Linked DNA regions of Mus musculus: regions 1 and 3 are each linked to region 2. A link is a contact called in public Hi-C and capture Hi-C data. All regions are on one chromosome and are shown on one strand. The core of a region is the stretch at or near the end of the contact, and the rest is flanking DNA. Distances in the headings are between cores, read along the strand shown.

The links. A called contact is a pair of places that touch in the nucleus more often than the background predicts. Capture Hi-C pulls out chosen DNA fragments and counts their contacts.
Region 1: a contact with region 2 is called in a capture Hi-C map of embryonic stem cells, with 4 times the contacts expected there. The contact joins two enhancer-like sites. A contact is called at or near these places in 1 of 484 Hi-C or Micro-C datasets (embryonic stem cells), 6 of 115 datasets of contacts at active chromatin or transcription factors (all in embryonic stem cells) and 1 of 9 other capture datasets (embryonic stem cells).
Region 3: a contact with region 2 is called in a Hi-C map of embryonic stem cells, with 5 times the contacts expected there. The contact joins two enhancer-like sites. A contact is called at or near these places in 6 of 484 Hi-C or Micro-C datasets (all in embryonic stem cells) and 6 of 115 datasets of contacts at active chromatin or transcription factors (all in embryonic stem cells).

Annotation. Positions count from the first base shown.
Region 1 is chr3:34,005,408-34,009,590 of GRCm38.p6, reverse strand. It overlaps Gm46798 (a long non-coding RNA gene), which reads left to right. Exons shown (of 2, transcript XR_001783802.1): 2 at 590-787. It also overlaps the pseudogene Gm9791. Among named protein-coding and RNA genes, the nearest start is that of Gm46798, 4.4 kb to the left of the region's middle. Within about 2 kb of position 1,805, at least 17 of the 459 cell types and tissues checked have an H3K27ac peak or open chromatin away from gene starts, as enhancers often do. A contact at or near this core is called in embryonic stem cells, where this site is marked.
Region 2 is chr3:34,754,992-34,759,208 of GRCm38.p6, reverse strand. No RefSeq gene overlaps it. Among named protein-coding and RNA genes, the nearest start is that of Gm38509, 15 kb to the left of the region's middle. RefSeq lists enhancers at 24-1,560, 1-3,410. Within about 2 kb of position 2,483, at least 22 of the 459 cell types and tissues checked have an H3K27ac peak or open chromatin away from gene starts, as enhancers often do. A contact at or near this core is called in embryonic stem cells, where this site is marked.
Region 3 is chr3:35,719,570-35,723,418 of GRCm38.p6, reverse strand. No RefSeq gene overlaps it. Among named protein-coding and RNA genes, the nearest start is that of Gm25696, 14 kb to the left of the region's middle. Within about 2 kb of position 2,333, at least 134 of the 459 cell types and tissues checked have an H3K27ac peak or open chromatin away from gene starts, as enhancers often do. A contact at or near this core is called in embryonic stem cells, where this site is marked.

The sequences.
Region 1 (4,183 bases), core at 556-3,055, 750 kb after region 2:
CTGAGCATGGCCCTCAATACCTGTAGTTCCAGCACTGGGAATCAGACACAAAAAGGATGCCTTGGGCTTGCTGCTCAGTCAGCAAAGACCAACCAGGAACCTGCAGGTTCAGTGTGAGTCTCAAAAACTAAAGTGGGGCAGGCAGCAAGATGGCTCAGTGAAAGCACTTGCTGCCAAAGCCTGAAGACTGGAGTTTGATCCCTTGAAAACTCAGGGGAAGGACTGGCCCCTGAAATCTGTCCTGTGTCCTTTCCATGTGTGCTGTGGCACTTGTGAGCCTCCACCATATATCATACACACACAGTAATAAGAAAATAAGTGGGGGATATTTGAAGAAGAAACCAGATGTCGACTCAAAGATGTCTGTCATTCACAAAGATGGTGGTGGTGGTGGTGGTGGGTGATTGATGATTATATGATGATGACAATGGTAATGATGACGATGATGATGATGATAATGGTGGTGGTGATGGTGGTGGTGGTGACGATACAACCCAACTTTAAACTATCTGTGGTCATTTTTCTCTGTTTGTGTGTGAACCTAGGGTTACAATAAACAGGTACTTTTTTTCTTTCTTTCCTTTCTTAGGGTAGAGACACAATGGAGTCCTCAACTCCGCACAAAACCTCCCTTTTAGAGACTGGGTTTCTTTTACTGCATAGCCCAGACTGGCTTCCAACTTGTGATGCTCCTGCCCTAGCACCAAGTGCAATCTACTACCATGCCCAGGTCATTTTCCTTTGCTGCCTATGCACACAGCTCAATAAACACAATGCTAGGTTTTGACCAGCTTTGTGACAGAATTTTTACTTTAGGTTGTCTTAATGAAAAGGTATTTTGAAATGTTACAGAAGATGGGGGAAATTGCATTCCTCACTTCCGCAAACATAAAAAGGATATACTACCCACCACCTTGATTTTAAATCTTCCCAAAGTGGTACACTTGAAAATAAATTAAACTTGTCTAATTGAGACTACACTGTTTTTTCCTCAAGAAATCAAAATTTGAGATGTCTAAAATAACTCTTGAGTTTTCAAAAAAAAATCTCCTGGAACAAGTTGTGCCAAATCTTGCAAAAAGCTACTCAGTGGCTGGAGAAGCATAATTTAAAACAGGCACTTCAACCAGACCAACCCCCTGACCTTCAGAATGGAGGGAAAGGGCCCTAGAGACTAATTGCGTAAACACTGTCCACCCTGTGATTTGGTGAGCTTCTGGGTTGGTGACCAGTGAGTGCTGAGTGTCAGGAGCATGCCGTGCCCACTTACCAGGCCACCTGTCCTTTTTCTCATTTGGACTACGTGTGACTATTATTAGCATCAGTCCTCAAAGGCCTGATTATTTAACACCGAAGCCGAAATTGGCTTGACAAATGCACAAACTTCCTTTACCGTTTCCATCAAAATCTATTCCAAAATCAGGCTTGACTTGTTCACAGTTTTAATCTCACAGAGGCAGAGTAATCTCTGAGTTTGTGACTAGCCTAGTCTATACAGCAAGTTCCAGGCCAGACAGGGCTACATAGGGAGACCCTGTCTCAAATTTTAAAATAATATAATATAGCTGTCCAGGGGCCATGAACAAACTGAGTTTACCTGAAAGGGGGACTGGAAATGAAAAAGAGAAGGGGGGTGTGTGTGGGAGTGGGGGAGTGCAGTGTGGTGGGGGTTTTAAGAGAAGAATGAAGTTGAGACAAGGCTCCAAGTTTAAAATTCAGCACTGCGTTTATAAAGGGCAAGCCCACAGACCCCACCCTTTGGTTTCAGCTGGATTGTTTTGCAAAGCAAGGTCAGTGGGCAGTCTATTCTTTTAAGTTCCCGTAGGAACTTGCACGTGCAAGTAAGGCAGGTGACTCTACCAAGGTTGATAATATCCTTTGTGGCAAGCGCTCACTGTCTGTTTAGCCTGTTCAAGGCTGGGAAGGCCATAAAATAAAATAAAATATTTTCTAGCAAGGACAAAGAAGATAATCATGAATACTGAGCAAGGAGACACAGGCCTATAGTACCCCTGAGGGAGACACAGGCCTATAGTACCCCTGAGGGAGACACAGGCCTATAGTACCCCTGAGGGCTGGGTCCAGTGTACTCAAGAACACCCAAATCTGCAGGTATCCCAGTACCTCACAAAAAAGAAGGGGGTATTTACATGTAATCCATATACACTATCCTTTATATAATTTTTATTACGTTTATTTTTGTTGGGGGGGGGGCAGGTGCAGCATATAGGACTTTTGTAGGGGTCAATTCTCTTCATCTACCATGTGAGGGGATCAGACTCAGGCGGTCAGTCTTGGCGACTGTTGTCAGGGATCCACCAGAGAAAACTACTCAGATGCAGGTTTGAGCCAATAAAAAAAAAAAAAAAATCTTTATTAGCCAGTTGGTGACTAGCCTGGGAACTATGGAAGCCAAAAGGCAAGGTTAGCACATTTAGAGACCATCTCAGAACTATGGACTTTGTTTTCGTTTCAGCAGGTGGGGTAGTCTACTACATGCTGAGTTTTATGGCCTGAATGGTATTTCCATCATGGAGTAAGTCAGTTGTTCTAAGGTCTTGGGGCCTCCTCAGGTCTGGGGAGCTGTTACAGGGACAAGCAGCAGTAGCTGCTGAGCCATCAAAAGCCCTGTGTTACGGGCAGCCAATCATCTCTGAGGAGTGTGAAGTAACCAATGCCATAGAAATGCTATGCAAATAAGGAGTTGTTCCAATATCTTGCTTAGCGAATATTGACAAGAAAGTTTCTGCAGATCCCAGTTCTGACAGTTATTTTTGAACTGAGTTTGATTGAAACCACATGGAATCCATAGATACAGAGTGCCAGGTATATGTGTAATCATTTTTTATAATAATTCTTGGGATTAAGTTCAGAATCTTGCACATGTTAACACACAATCTTACTGAAGTAGAAAAAGGTACAAAAGGCCAACTATTGGATGTTGATTTATTAATCTCTTTAGTTACTTAAAATACTGTTTCTACTGCCTATTCGTCAAGCCTGACTTCACCTGCTACCTGGAACAGAATGACCTGAAGAAATAGCTGAGACAATGGGCTGTTGCCCTTAGCAACCTGCTGGCTGCCCTGTGAGCTTTTGTAAATTCTTGCTTGCTTGCCCTCCCCACCTTGTGGTTTTAGAGTACTGAATGGGAATATAAACTAGCCTGGGGAGGAAGCCTTTCAGGAGCTGTCCTGGCTTCCACCCACCCGATGACATCTCCTCACTTCCACTCTCATTGGTGTCACAGTGCTTATTCCAGAAAGAGTCCTGCAACATCACTACTGTCTGGGGGAGATTTTACCCTTTCAAATCATGTCTGCCACTGAAAGTCCCACCTCGTGCCTTGGTTTTACACCACAGCTTAGCACCCAGAAGCCACTGCTCAAGACTGGGTACCTAACTAAATATTTTAAACTTCTCACTAGGAGAAAACTTTCCATGCGCATAATCAAAAGATGGTATGGCAATAAAAATAAACCATATGAAAGAAAAATGGCTGGTACTTTAATAAAATGTACTATTATTGCTGGGTACCTATACATGATGTTTGGTGAGTGTGCACAACAGAAGGCAACTTTGTGAAGTTTGTTCCTCTCTTGTACCTTTATGTAGGTCCCAGGAGCAAGCTCAGCTCAACAGCCATCATTGAGTCATCTTGTTGGCCCAAATGGCTATTTCTTTAATACTTGCTTTTATTATATAATTTTTTGTATGTGGGTATTTTGCCTGAATGTATGCTTGTGCACCACATGCATGCTTGGTATCCACAGAGGCTGAAAGACAGTGTGGGGTCTCCTGAGACTGGAATTACAGATGGTTGTGAGCCAACACGTACATGCTGGGAATTGAACCCACGCCCAACGGAAGAGCAATCAGTGCTCTTAATGGCTGAGAAAAACAATGACATTGTACAAATGGCCATCTCCAAGTAGCTCACACTTCTGATAGACCAAGTTACACTCTGCTCAATGATATCTTTGATCTTAGTACTTGATCTTGGGAACAAAGATCTCTTCCAAATCATAATATGCAAAAAATATTCTCATAGAAAATTGGAGGAGGAGATCTTTTCTTGCAGTCGAAGAGCAGCAGCTGGAGGAGTAGGACGTGTCGCCAGGTCAGCCATGTCATCTGAGCCTCCTCCACCGCCGCTGCAGCCCCCCACGCATCAGACTTCTGT
Region 2 (4,217 bases), core at 1,234-3,733:
AAACTCCTGATTGTCAAGGTTCCCCTGGCATGAATGGTCTTTATTGTTAATAATAGTTCTTCTCGTGATCAAATATATACCTAAATGATCTTAGTTCAATGTATCATTCCTTGGCCAGATGCTATGGCTCAAACCTGTAATCCCGACTCTGGAAGCTGATTGTTTTGAGTTTGGGGCCAGCCTGGTGAGTTCCAGGACAGCCTGAGCTACAGAGAGAGAAGTGTTTGAAAACAAAACAAAACAAAATGTATCAACAACCTTAATTAACATCTTCATTTCATGGTTGGCAAAATAGCCTAGTGGGTAGTAAGTATGCTTGCCTAGGAGACAGATGATAAGAATTCTATCACCACGAACAAGGTGGTGACAAGGACCCCAGCAAGTTGTCCTCAGATCTCAAGTGTCATGGTTCACACATGTCCATCCACCCACACACATACACCACAAGTCATTTTAAAGGATTAAAAACTTGAATACAGCCGGGCGTGGTGGCACACACTTTTAATCCCAGCACTTGGGAGGCAGAGGCAGGAGGATTTCTGAGTTCCAGGCCAGCCTGGTCTACAGAGTGAGTTCCAGGACAGCCAGGGCTACACAGAGAAACCCTGTTTTGAAAAACTTTTAAAAAAAAAATCCTTGAATACATATGTGTATGCATTTTAAAGTCTTTATAAAATGTCTAAGAGATGGACATGGTGGTGCACATTTTGAATCCCAGCACTTAGGAGGCAGAAGCAGACAGATTTTTGTGAGTTTGGAGCCAGCTGGGTTTACTGGTTTACAAAGTGAGTTCTAGAACAGACTGTTACAGAGACACAAAACTTCCCTCCACTAAAAAAAAAAAAAAAAAAAAAAAAAACCACCTTTAGCCAGGTGGTCATGGCACAGGCCTTTGATCCCAGCACTTGGAGGGCAGAGGCAGACGGATCTCTATGAGTTCCCGGCCAACCTGGTCTATAGAACAAGTTCTAGGACAGCTAAGAAACCCTGTCTCAAAATAAACAAAAAAGAAAAAACAAAAATCTAAATCTGCCGGTATTAAAGTCTCCTTCACAAGACCTCCAACCTTCTGGGTGGTGAAACCTTGGCAAGGGGTGGGTAGTTAGCATAATGGGGCTAAATAAATAACAATGACAGTACTTGCCCTTAGCAGAGTCCTGGGACTATGCTAAACAACTTCCTGGGTAACAGCCGGGAGGGAGGTGTCATTTGAGTCCCTTCTTCTGGGAAAATAACTTACTCAAGGTCAGACGTGCGGGGCTTGGACTCCCTCCCGGCTCGGTTGCCAGTCATCCTGGCTCGGACTCAGTCTTACGCCTCTTCCTGACTGCACCTCCGAACCCAGGTTTTCGTTGGTGGAGACAGGCCTGGAGACAACCCTTTGCAGCGACTTCTCCTGAGCTCACAAGGCAAACTTAAAATGGAGAAACTCTTAGTCATTTTGTTTTGTGAGAAGCGGAGACTCTGAGCTGGCCCTGAGCAGGAACTTCCCCAGGCACCAGGTGACTTTATAGCTGGACACAAGGAAATTATCTCACTGCCTTTGGCAAGCTGATGATTTATAGAGGAAGACAAAAACATGTACGTTGGGTGGGTATGGGGGACTTTTGGTATAGCATTGGAAATGTAAATGAGCTAAATACCTAATAAAAAATGAAAAAAAAATGTACGTTTAAACTCAAAATCATGATGTCATGATGATGAAGTGCTGGGGGAGCAGAGACAGGGCCATTGCCAGGGTAGCCTGTGCTACAGAATAAGACCCGGTCTCAAAAGAGAGCGCCGAGGGTGGGGGAACTTCCCTACGCCATCATCCCCCCCACACCCCTCCCCCAAAGAGGGGGAAAAGGCAAAAAAGCAGTAAATAAGAGATAGTCTAGTGGTACCGCCTGTCATCCCAGCTACTCAGGAAGCTAAGGCAGTTACCTGATGAGTGTAAGGCCTGCCTGGGCTACATGGGTTCAAAGCTAACCCTGGGCAACTTACTGAAACTCTTTCAAAAGATAAAAAAGAGAACTGGCCATATAGACGGAGGGGCACTTGCCTAGCAAGTGAGGGGTCCCAGGGTCAGTACCCTGAAACATATACGTATACATACATACATACATACATACATACATGTAATATACATACTTACATACATACCACCAAAAAAAAGGCAGAATCTGACAAATGAAGGTCACCCCTCAGAAACAAACAGATAAGCAACCACAGAGAGGAGCCTGCCTGAGTGCCCACCCCCCACGCCAGTGTAGCCCCAGGCCACAGCCCTCTCCCTGCGTGGGGGAGTACTAATTGGAGGTAATCAAGACTTTTATTGCTTCTCCGATGGAAATCTGCATCCTCTTTCACATTGATTTTTTTTTTCCGGGGAACTAGAAAACTCTAGTTAAAAGTATTCGCTTTGGACTGGGGTCTTAGAATGGCTCTGTTCTCCCCAGGAGGTCCAGGGTCCAGCCCCTGAACCGTTTGCACCCAGCCTTCCTGCCTGGCTGACACCTCACCTGCGGGCAGGCAGGAAAGCTCTTTGTTTGTTTGTTTTGACACAATGTGTTCCAGGCCTGCCTCAAACTCAAAGTGGTTGGGGGGTGGGGGGGTGGATAAGAGGGTCATTTCAAGGTCACCTTTGACTACATTACAAGTTTGTGGAGCACTTGCATTCAAAAGAGGGGGGAAATGTAGATAATAATAAGAATAACTAATTCCTCCTACCTTCACCCTCTAAAGGTAACAGTTATCTTTGTGGTTCTGAGCCTCCAGAGACTTGGGACGAACTTCACACCCCGGGTGTGTGGGCTCTATGCTTTCTCCTGAAATGTGGTTCATGGTTAGCTTGGGTTTGGGGTTGCTACTTTGAAGAAATAAAGCAGGCTGGGTATGGTAGCACAGGCCTTTAAACCCAACATTCCAAAGGCTGAGGCAGACAGATGCATCTCTGGGAGGAGGCGGCCAGCCTGGTAACACAGTGAAATAAATCCTGGCGCGCACACACACACAGAACTTTATTTACTACATTGCGGAGAGAGTAGAGGCTACGGAAGACCTGAAGTGCCACCTGCCCTTGTTTTGGGACAAGACTTCACACTGTATCCCAGGATGGCCTGGAATTCACTATGTAAACTAGGTTGACTTTGAATTTGCAGTGATCTTCCTTCCTCTACCTCCTGCCAAGATTATTAGGCATGGACCACCACACCTGGCTCACTCATTTTAGTATCCTGGAGTATTGTACTGCATACAAACCCTAATATATATATATATATAAAATATTTGGTTGTGGGGATGGGGTGGGATGTGGGCCACGGCCCATGCGTGAGAAGACAACTTGTCGGGGCTAGTTCTCTCCCTCAGCCGTGTGGATTCTGGGGCCTGAACCCAGGTCTGCAAGCAAGTGGCCAGCATCTTTACTTGCAGACTCTGCCGCACACTGATTTTTTTGAGGGGGGTGGGGTGGGGTGAGACGGGGGAAGGACCTTGATATATAGTTCTCTACTGGCTTAGAACACCCTTGTGTCAGGAATAGTGACACTCACGCCTTTAATCCCAGCACTCGGGAGGCAGAGGCAGGCAGATTTCTGAGTTTGAGGCCAGCCTGGTCCATAGAGTGAGTTCCAGGACAGCCAGGGCTAGACAGAGAAACCCTGTCTCAAAAAAAAAAAAAAAAAAAAAAACTCCTTCTATACATCAGGCTGGCTCCAACTTGCAGAGATCTGCTTGCCTCTGCCCTCTGCGCGTGTGCTGGAACTACAGGCATGCACACCACGCCCAGCCTCAGACTCAGCCTCTTAATCAAATGCACAGAAATAAGTTGGATGCTTCTCTTGAGATGTTGCCTAAGTATATATGGATATACTTACTCATTTATTGCTATTGGGAAAGACTCTGCTCTGGTACAGTTACAGTGACTCACAATTATAATTCCAGTACTGAGGAGTATGAGGGAAAGGAATTGCTTCAGGTATGAAGTTACCCTGGGCTATACAACAAGATTCCATCTTGAACCTCCCTCTTTTACACTGAAAGGAAGTCCGGGGTGATTGCTAGCAGGAAACTTTTCTGATTGAAAGACAGCCCAAAGCTAGTAAGTCACACACTTCAGTCACGGGTGCAAAGTCCCCCAGGTAACTGACACTGGTCACTTCTTAGGAACCATTGAGTCAGGGAAAGAATCAATCTGAGTGTATACATATAGCATACGTCACGCCGGAACGGTAGCT
Region 3 (3,849 bases), core at 1,084-3,583, 960 kb before region 2:
TCCATTCAACATTTTTTCAATACAAGGATTTGAACTCAGGGTCTTGCACTTGCTAGGCAAACACTCTACCACTGACCTACAACCCAGCCTGTGTAATTAAATGTCTGATTAACATAGGCAATGCATGATTAGGAGCAGGGTTTTATGAAGATTAATACAATGGCAAATGGAGTGCAGAAAACTATTTCCATGGAAATAGAACAGAAGGAAAAGAAAAGAGAAGAATGTTGGAAAGAGAAAGAGAGCTTGGGAGCAGGGACCAAGGGCCTATGATGTAATCCCAGATGCTCGGGAGGCTCGAGCGGGAAGATCCCCTGAGGTCCAGAGTTTGGGGTCAGTATGGACAGCAAAGCAAACTCTGTGAGTGAGAAAAAGTGCCATTTAATTAACAGTGGATCCGAGGGAGGAGCTTAAGAGGCCACGCCTTTGTTGGGTAGGATGTGATGTACTTTTAAGAGGTGTACCTACTGATGTCTGTGCCACTGTAAACAACCCATAACAGATGCTCATATAAGCAACGCTCATCACATGCAGATGTGTGTGCAAGCACATGTGCGTGCACACACACACAAACACACACACATACACACAAGTTGGGAAGTAGAAAAAGATCGGAAGTATTGGGAGCTCCCTCCCAAGAGAAGGCAATGGGGGTAAATATGAGTAAAATATATAATATGTACTTATAAAATATAATGAAATTTATTATATGAATTTCATAACAACATGTATGCTGTTAATAATAATTATATATATGTTAGTAAAACTTAAAGAAGGTGTTGAGTATTATAACAGGGATGAGAGTTTGAGATGATAACAGGAAAGTCAAATGGAAATATCAGGAGATAGTGAAATGTAGAATAAAAAAGCCCAGTAGGGAATTCAGGATCTAAGTTCTGACGTATAAATGTGTAGCCAAAATGGATCAGAGTGTCAATCAAAGAGTGTGTGTGTTCAGGTGTACAACAGTGAAATGACAGACAGAACAATTTAGAGCAACCAAATAAGGGGAAAACAAAAACAAAAACCAAACCAGGCCTCTGTTAGACATCTAGTCTGAACGCTTAGTGGCTCAGGAGGCCAAGTGATCCGTTTGGAACAGGCCAGTGAGTTAGTACAGCTGTTATAATGTCAAGCAGCTGGAAGACTCAGATGTAGGTGCCATTTTTGTCACAGTGGATGTGGAGAGGAAATGGGTGAGGACCAAGGGGAATGGGTGGAAATTTTGATAAGAAATATCCATTAGAATTGAGAGATAGAGAACCTTTCCAATAGGAGGGCCACCAAGGTAAAGACAGCTGCAACAAAATGGTTGTCTTCTGGTGCACACTGCAGGTCTGCCAGAACTCTGCAAGTGGAAACAGGTTCCCTTTGAAGTGAGGGTGACATAGAGGAAGAAGCTGTGGGTGGAGACCAAGAAGAAGAAGCTGGGTAAAATGTTAATGGAACAGCTTTGCCTAGGCCTTTTGTTTTATTTCTGAGTTTGAAAAGGTAGACAAAGGAGAGAGGTGTGCGTTGGTTCCATAGAATAAGGAAGGAGACAAGGCGGACAGGGTGGAGAATGTAGATGGAGAGCAGGGCAGGACCTTCAGTCCCAGCTTGGCAGAGAATGGGAAAGAGAAAGTGCAGATGTGAGGAGCCTGGAGAGGAGCCAGGGAGCTGGTGACTTTTTTTTTTTCAGCACAGATATGGGGTGCAGGGGTGGGAGTGGGGCCTACTCCATTTACCTGACTCGGGGAATCATATTACTGTTGGACAGCCAGACTGCTTTTTTCCCCATGAGGTGTCACAGGAGATTGCATTGCTGTAAACTGTAAACTGATGTTTGTGCTAGGGAGGTACAAAAGAAAGAAAAAGAGAAGGAAGGAAGGAAGGAAGGAAGGAAAGAAAGAAAGAAAGAAAGAAAGAAAGAAAGAAAGAAAGAAAGAAAGAAAGAAAGGAAGGAAGAAGAGAGAGGCAGGAAGGAAGGAAGAAAGGAAGGAAGAAAGAAAGAAAGGAAGGAAGGAAGGAAGGAAGGAAGGAAGGAAGGAAGGAAGAAAGAAAGAAAGAAAGAAAGAAAGAAAGAAAGAAAGAAAGAAAGAAAGAAAGAAAGGATCCAGTCTGCCTTAGCCACGTAACTCTTACTGAAATGTGTTGAGTACTGATGACAAGGACAACAGAAGGCAGTTCCATCACAGATGACATATATGGCAAAACCAGCGTCACTTATAGAGTCAAAGTACAGACTTAATTGAGGGTGAAGTCAATTTCACAATGTGCTGTGTGATGTGTACTCTTGTCTCAGGAAGCTCCCCCACCCTGGTCAGGGAGAAGTCGCAAGTTCGGTGGGTGTGGTTTACCTCTCTGAGTAACAAATTCAGCTCAACAAGAAGAAAGACCTGTAATGAGTCAGAAGCGCAGTCAGGAGGAAATCTACCCTTAAAGCTCACTACAGACCCAGCTAGCTTTTCAGAAGCAGAACTGGAGAAACCTGTTTTAGAAGCAGCACTGGCCTCCTGATACAGGCTCTTCAGCCTCTCCCTTTCCACAATTTTCCTTTAAGGCAGGTGACTTTTGCCCTGGAAAAACTAGCCACTACCAGTAGTGGTGGGGATGACAGCCCCACCCAAGGTTTCTGCCTTCCCTTTTATCAGTCATTTGCTCTGCAAAGTCCTATAACTCCTCCTTTCCTGGCACTTCCAGTTCCCGGAAGTACTCCTTTTTGGGTCTATAGAAAGAATTTTTAAAAAGGGTGGAGTCAGGACTGGGTGGGCTGCTGAGTGATGTAGGGTAGCACTCTCTGATCTAGAACTCCATCGCTAAAGACACTTCTAAAGAGTGCAGGGCCTCGGGAACTGCAGGCATAGAAGCTCATACTTATAAGGGCAATAGAGTATGGGAGAACGTACTTAGAAAGTAGAATTCTGGGGCCATCTCTAATACCATGGACTCATAGTGACACATTTGTGTGAGAGTCTATGACTATAACACGAAATTACCTATGATCACAGGGTCTTAACAAACTCGGAATTGCTTTTTGGGAAGGGCCAGTACTCCCTCTGGGGTATTTGAAACTGGAGACTTTGTAGTTGCTGAATCTGCTGGAGTGCTCCAGACATTTAGAAGGTGTGGGGCATTTAAGTAACAATACTGCAGAAAAAGAGCTACAGACACAGGGCTGGTACTAGTTGGTTACCATAGATCTAGTAGAACAGAATATTCCCTTCAAGCCTACTAGACCCTATGTTGTTGGCTTTTTTTTTTTTTAAACTTGATGGATCACATTATTTGAAAATACCATTGAATATAGTTGGGCTTAGTATGTGCGAGTAAGACAGGGTCTCAATAAGTTGAGGCCAGCTCAAAGTGGCCTCACACTGACTGTGTAGCTGACCTTGAACTTCTGACTCTCCTGCAGCAATTACAAGCATACACCACGTTGCTCAGTCACACGTGGTTCTGAAGATTAGACTCAGGACTTCCTGCACTCTACGCAAGCTCTTTGCCGACTGAACTACAACCCTAGCCTCAAGTTGTTTACGTCTTTACTAATTGTTTCAGTGCTGTTTTCCAATATGAGAAGCAAGATAAACACCAAGGGGTGGACCCAGAAGTTCTTCTCCTCTCCCTCTGTTCCCCGAGACCCAATCCCAAACCCTGCAACAGTTCACTAGCTGAAGCTCCCTTCCTCCTTCCCCCATTTCCTGTAGATTCCACTGACCACTCCCTCCTAACCCCCACCCCCAAACCTCATCTTAGTATCCCAGCCTCCAACACCGGTGTGCATTCCCTGTGAACATACAAGCAGAGCAGGTCAGGAAAACAGGCAACATGCAGCCATCACACTCCCTGAAAATCCAAAGAGGAAAC